Regions from separate parts of the Mus musculus genome. Here region 1 is linked to region 2. A link is a contact called in public ChIA-PET data. All regions are on one chromosome and are shown on one strand. The core of a region is the stretch at or near the end of the contact, and the rest is flanking DNA. Distances in the headings are between cores, read along the strand shown.

Region 1 (2,834 bases), core at 316-2,815, 64 kb before region 2:
TTGGGCCAGAGCGAGCAGAGACTGAGCGAATGGAGCCGATTGGAGCAAGCAGGGCTGACAGGAGGGAACAGAGGTACTAGAATTAAATTCCCAACAACCACATGAAGGCTCACAACCATCTATACAGCTACAACGTGTTCACATACATAAAATTAAAAAAAAAAAAAGAAAGAAAGAAATACAAAGACAGCATATCAACTGACTAAGGAGTAGTGAATTATCTGACAAGAGCAGACTGGCAATTTGGAAAAGACATCCTAAAAGACAAAAATTAAAAACAACCAAGGCAGACTATAAATACTTTAATTACTCTGACTGTTCTTCGAAGACTTGGGGGGAGCCACTATTCAGAGAAAGAGTCAGGAGAGAGGAGGACACGGTGACAAACTGCTTTAAGAGGTGGCAGCAGCATGGTGCATGGCACAGGGCTAAGAAAGAGACTAGAACCATTATAAGGTTCAGAGGCATCCTAGGAAGTGATGAAGAGGCAGGGCCTGCACTAAGGTGATGGAAATCAAAGGGTGGGACTGACTCTAGCCAGGGAGCAATCCCTGTGAAACACACTTCTATGGAACTAGAGCAGCAGCAGCTGGATGAGAGGAGAGAGCTAAAGATGAAGCATGGGGTTGGAAACAGCTCTTAGCTGCTTGGTCTGTGTGGGCAGACGCTGGAATGATGAGCTTGGAGCCACCATTAGAGCATCAGGGTAAAAAGTGTAGGCTAGAGCGAAGGGCGGGAGATGATGTTCATTTAAGACTAAGTGTGTCACAGACATCATCCACAGTCTGACTGACACCAATAGGTGTCTTGGGAGCAGTAATTCATACAACAAGGACTCAGGAGAGAGGAGGGGGCTGCCAGGTAAATTTTGGAGTCACTTATAAATGTGAGAAAGCTGATATTGGTAATCAACCAATATTTCACATCAAAAGCCATGTGCCTATTAGGTTAAAAAACAAAGAAGGAAAAAATTAACATCTTGATGTATTTGCCAAAATTATTATATTTAAAATAACAGAGACTGTTAAATAGAGTATGTTGTTGGTATTTTAAAGATTTTTCTCCCCGTTAGTTTACAACAAACAAACTATCCTGCTTAAAGACAAGTATGCGTTAGATGAACGATTATAAAATAAAAACTCCTTTGACCCAGCTGTAAAAGTATTTCCCCTAAGGACTTCTGCTTGTCTAATTGCTTATTTTCACAGCTGTCTTAAAAGAAAAAAGAATAAGATAGTGATGTTCTTGAAGTAGTTTACAAGTGTCTGGCTAGTGATCTGTCTTATAAATACACACACATACACATGCTCAACACTTGCTTTGGTGTTTGGAAAACATGTGAATACCACCTTCAGCACTACCTCAAAGAATCACTTCTGTAGCTCCGAGCAGACACTTATTATTATCTTGTCCCAATATAGAAACATACAGAGACTACCTGCTACTTAAAACCCTGATTCTCTAGTCCCACCTCTAGCCTAAGGAAGGAGGGAGAGGAGGAGGTCTAGCGGGGCTGGGCGGGTTGTGAGAGGGAAGTGAGAAGTAACAGGAGGAAATGAAGGTTGGCTGGCACACAGCGGGTGCTCTCCCAGCCTGCAAGTGACAAACCTCAGAGGGCTGACGGTGGGTACTCCCCCAAATATCTCAGCCTGTCCCCTCCTCTGTATTTTCATGCAGCTCTCTAGGTCCCCACCCCCACTATGAACAAATTATCAAGATCATGGCAGGAAATAATAATTTTTTCTTCCAAGAGAATTCCCTCTACACTAAAGACCCAGGTTTCTAGGCTGAGTGGCTCAGCAAGCAGCCAGCGATGCATCTGGGCCAGAGTACAGCCTGGAAGGCACCTAGCACGGCACGGTGGTCACGAGAGCTTTGCCAGGATAGTGCCTCTCCTATTTCAGGAGTAAGCCCTCTCAGCACCGTCTGGAGGGTGCAGTGTGACGCTGCTGTGAGAACTTGTGTCTTGTATTTACCCTCATGAGCCCTCACTGGGCACTCATCTGGTGAATGCAAAGTATCTGGGTAGAAACTGCATTCCTTCAAAGACCCAGAGTTCTTTCAATTCTTTGTCCAACGTAGAGAACATTACATGAAACAGTTCAGGGAGACCCCAGGATTTGAAGGTGCTCAATCCACAAAGACTTAGAAATGAGTTCTTCATCTGAGTTACACAGATTCTTGCCACAAGGTCCAGACTTATGGTATAGAACAAGGGGCTGATTGGTGATAACGACACAGAAACTTACTCCAGGGGAAATCAAAGTCATGTGAGGTGACTTGACTACAAAGAGCATTTACATAGTTACAGCATTGTAAAGCCCAATATTGACTTCACCAAAATTACTATCTAGCTCCAGCAGGAAGGAAAAGTCAAGACGCAGCATCACAGGCAACAGCAGGAAAGAGTTTTATACCAAAATAAGCAGCTAAAGAGGGGAGAGTGGGTCCCAACAGAAGCACAAGCAAGGCAGGGAGGGAAGATAAGGGAATAGAGGTGTGATATCCAACCATCCCAGGAGCCCCTGTGAAAACACCGAGTTTTGAGTGTTCATATCACTGTAATTGTAATTTGCAATTAAAAAAAAAACTTTAAATGACAAAATTCTAATGTTAAAACTATCTGATCTAACTCAGTATGTTTGCACATAATCACATTTGTTCCCCAAAGCGATGAATTATTACTTTACTATAAAGTGTTAATGTCATTTACTGATTCCTGAGACGAAGACACTGCTTCTGTGGCTTTCTAGTCCCAGTCCACAGACAGCCTCTCTCACACAGAACCCAGGAACAACGCACTCAACACAGACCACAGCAACAGAGAGAAACTG
Region 2 (2,700 bases), core at 64-2,563:
CACAATGTAAGCTCTGTCGCCCAGGCTGAACACAAGCTCACAAATGTCCTGTCTCAGCGCCCTAAGCACTGGGATTATAAACGTGTCTCTTTGCCAGCCAAATGTATTTCTTACAAAGAATAGAAACAGACCTATGACTGGCCTAATAGACGACCCTGGATAAGAAGTGGTTTTTACCAGCACATTCACTGGAAGCTGATTTTCTTCTACAGGCAACAGTTGAATGAACAGCAACCAAAGCACTAGTCAGTTATCGTGACACTGAGTGGCTGGGTCTCTACCGGGACAATTTTGCTTCCCAGATGGCTTATGGCAAGTCTTTACATTTTAGTCTGTCATCACAATTGGATCTTGTAGGTATGGACCAGGGATGCTGGCAAACAACACTAGCAACAAGACTTGTCCAGCTTAAAACGTCAATAAATTTGAGGTTAAATGCCCCCAATAGAAAAAAAAATCCTTTCTAAAAGGGAAAAGTCAATGTACTATTCTTACTAGTTATGGCAAAATAATCTCTAAACATGTGAACTCACCTCCCTAGACCCTAAGTATACACCAAGGCAGTCTGCATTTGGAACAGGATGAGACTTTAAACAGACTAAGGGTGAGCCACAGTCCTCCTCTCTGCAGTCTGTGACTGTATTGCTCTGACTGTTTTCAGGCAATAAGGTTTTTAATTAAAGCACGTGAGAGTAGTTTCTAAACAGTTAGCACGTTCTTACACGTGAACCCAATGCAGGCAAAACAACGGTCTTGTCTTAGGGTTTTTATAGTGTGATAAAATACCATGACCAAACGCATCTTGGGGAGAAAAGAGTTTATTTCAGCCACACTTCTACATCACGGTCCATCACTGAAGAAACTCAAACAGGGCAAGAACCTGGAGGCAGGTGTTTATGCAAAAGCCATGGAGCAGTACTGTTTACTGGCTTGCTGGGCCTGCTTTCTTATAGAACCCAGAGCCATAGCCCAGGAACGGCACCACCAAGGGCTGAGCTCTTCCCCATCAATCATTAAGAAAGTGTCCTACAGCTAGATCTTATGGGGGCATTTTCTCAATTGAGATTCCCTCCTTCCAGTTAACTCTAGCTTGTGTCAAGTTGACATAAAACCAGCCACCACGGTCAGCCGATGGTAAGTTAGAGATACACGCTCCCAGGGCGATGGCGAGGGGGCGAGAACTCACCTCGGGAAGAGACTTGCCGCAGCTGAGGCTGTAAATCTTCACTTCGTTGAGGCTGGAGACCTGCATCGCAGCGCGGAGCAGCCGGAGCCCGGCACGCAGTCACAGAACGCCGGCCCACCCGAATACCCTAGCATCCAAACCCGAGGCGAACCGGCACAACGTGCGGGAACTGGCGCGAGCTGATGACGCACTTCCTGGCTCCGGAAGTGCGCGCTCACTAGGCTGCCCCAGGGCGGAGGCACTAGAGGCGGCAAGAGCGGGTCCGGGGAGATGTGCTCTGGGGTTGGAAAAAGCGAAAATGAAAAGAAAAATCGTACGAGAAAGCATGAGATGGGGAAGTGAGTTTGAACCTGATATCGTTTGAGACTAGAATGTGACAGTTATAACCACTTACCATTTTTAGGAAGTTCTGTTGTCCACATCAGAGGCCTTGGGATGACTTTCTAACAGCAGAGGACCCTCGCCAGTCTTTCTCTATATCCTCTTCCAAACACATTATGAAAAGACGAGTCTGGGAAAGAGAGAATGGTTAAGTAATGCTTTCTCCAAAGTCATGTGAAACCACTATCAAACCCTGGCTCCAGTCGACTCTTTGATAGGCACTTACGCTCTCATAGTCAGGGTCCACTCAAGCCCTCTCGGCAACTACGGTCGGGTGCTTTCATCTTCATTTGCCCCTGGGCCATGGCTCACTAGTTCCTGCTGGCTTTGCAAAGGCTTGTACTCTGGTGGAAGCCTTTTCTTTCTGAGCAGAGCGATCTGCTACAGAACTTTTCTGTGCTGTTTCTCTATCAAGTAGTGTTGGCACAGTCCCCGGACTCCCAGGTCTTAAGATGGTGCCATGTAGACACCACTCAGACCACCTTGTGCTGAGTTGCAGGTCCCTGTCAGCCCCTTAAAGTTCAAACAGCTGCTTCACTCCTTTCTGGGACGACTGATCTTTCCTCTGGGATCACCCATAGATGTGCTCAAGAATTTTTGACTTAGGTGATTGAAACAGTACCTTCTTGTGCTCGTATTCCAAATTAGACTGAGGAATTGCCAATTCCCAAGCGAGGCACAGTGACCCCCACCTAAAATTCTAGTGTCTAAAAGACTGAGACTGGAGAATTACCAAGGCCTGGATTACAGTCTCAACAAAAATAAATAAATAAATAAATGTATAAAGAGGTTAGAATCCCAAAACTTAGCGTGTAATATCTCAACTCAATCAAAAGTTATTTTGTGTCTTCAAAACTAGAAAATTCTCTGGCCTCCAGACCTTAGTTGTGATCTATTTATCACCACAATTGCCTGCCAGCACCATGACTGCCTACTTCTAAAACCAGCTTCCTTAATTCACTGTTCCACCATGCACTTTTTATTAGCTCAATGCTGTCTTCATAGTCACCTTGGCTAAATCTGTAGAGTAGCCCGTTTCTGCCTCTGGTTCCCATATTGAAGATCTAAACCTTGGCATCTCTGTAGTATTAAAAAAGGGAAGAATGAAAAAGGCTGGGCATGGTGGTGTGTGC

What was found. ChIA-PET counts read pairs in DNA pulled down with a chosen protein or histone mark.
Region 1: an RNA polymerase II ChIA-PET map of memory CD8 T cells shows a contact between it and region 2, with 10 read pairs. The contact joins the enhancer-like site here to the promoter of Nol10 in region 2. A contact is called at or near these places in 6 of 39 promoter capture datasets (cranial neural crest, embryonic stem cells, frontonasal cranial neural crest and 1 more), 1 of 15 datasets of contacts at CTCF or cohesin (CD8 T cells), 3 of 484 Hi-C or Micro-C datasets (B cells, CD8 T cells and the G1E-ER4 cell line), 3 of 115 datasets of contacts at active chromatin or transcription factors (embryonic stem cells, memory CD8 T cells and trophoblast stem cells) and 3 of 9 other capture datasets (adipose tissue, embryonic stem cells and liver).

The regions. Positions count from the first base shown.
Region 1 is chr12:17,411,067-17,413,900 of GRCm38.p6, reverse strand. The region is part of intron 17 of Nol10 (nucleolar protein 10); the gene reads right to left. Among named protein-coding and RNA genes, the nearest start is that of Gm36752, 24 kb to the left of the region's middle. Within about 2 kb of position 1,565, at least 40 of the 459 cell types and tissues checked have an H3K27ac peak or open chromatin away from gene starts, as enhancers often do. A contact at or near this core is called in B cells, CD8 T cells and memory CD8 T cells, where this site is marked.
Region 2 is chr12:17,347,106-17,349,805 of GRCm38.p6, reverse strand. Nol10 (nucleolar protein 10) reads right to left here and starts at 1,313. Exons shown (of 21, transcript NM_001008421.1): 1 at 1,187-1,313. The coding sequence starts at 1,252. Gm46336 (a long non-coding RNA gene) reads left to right here and starts at 1,404. Exons shown (of 2, transcript XR_001780553.2): 1 at 1,404-1,524.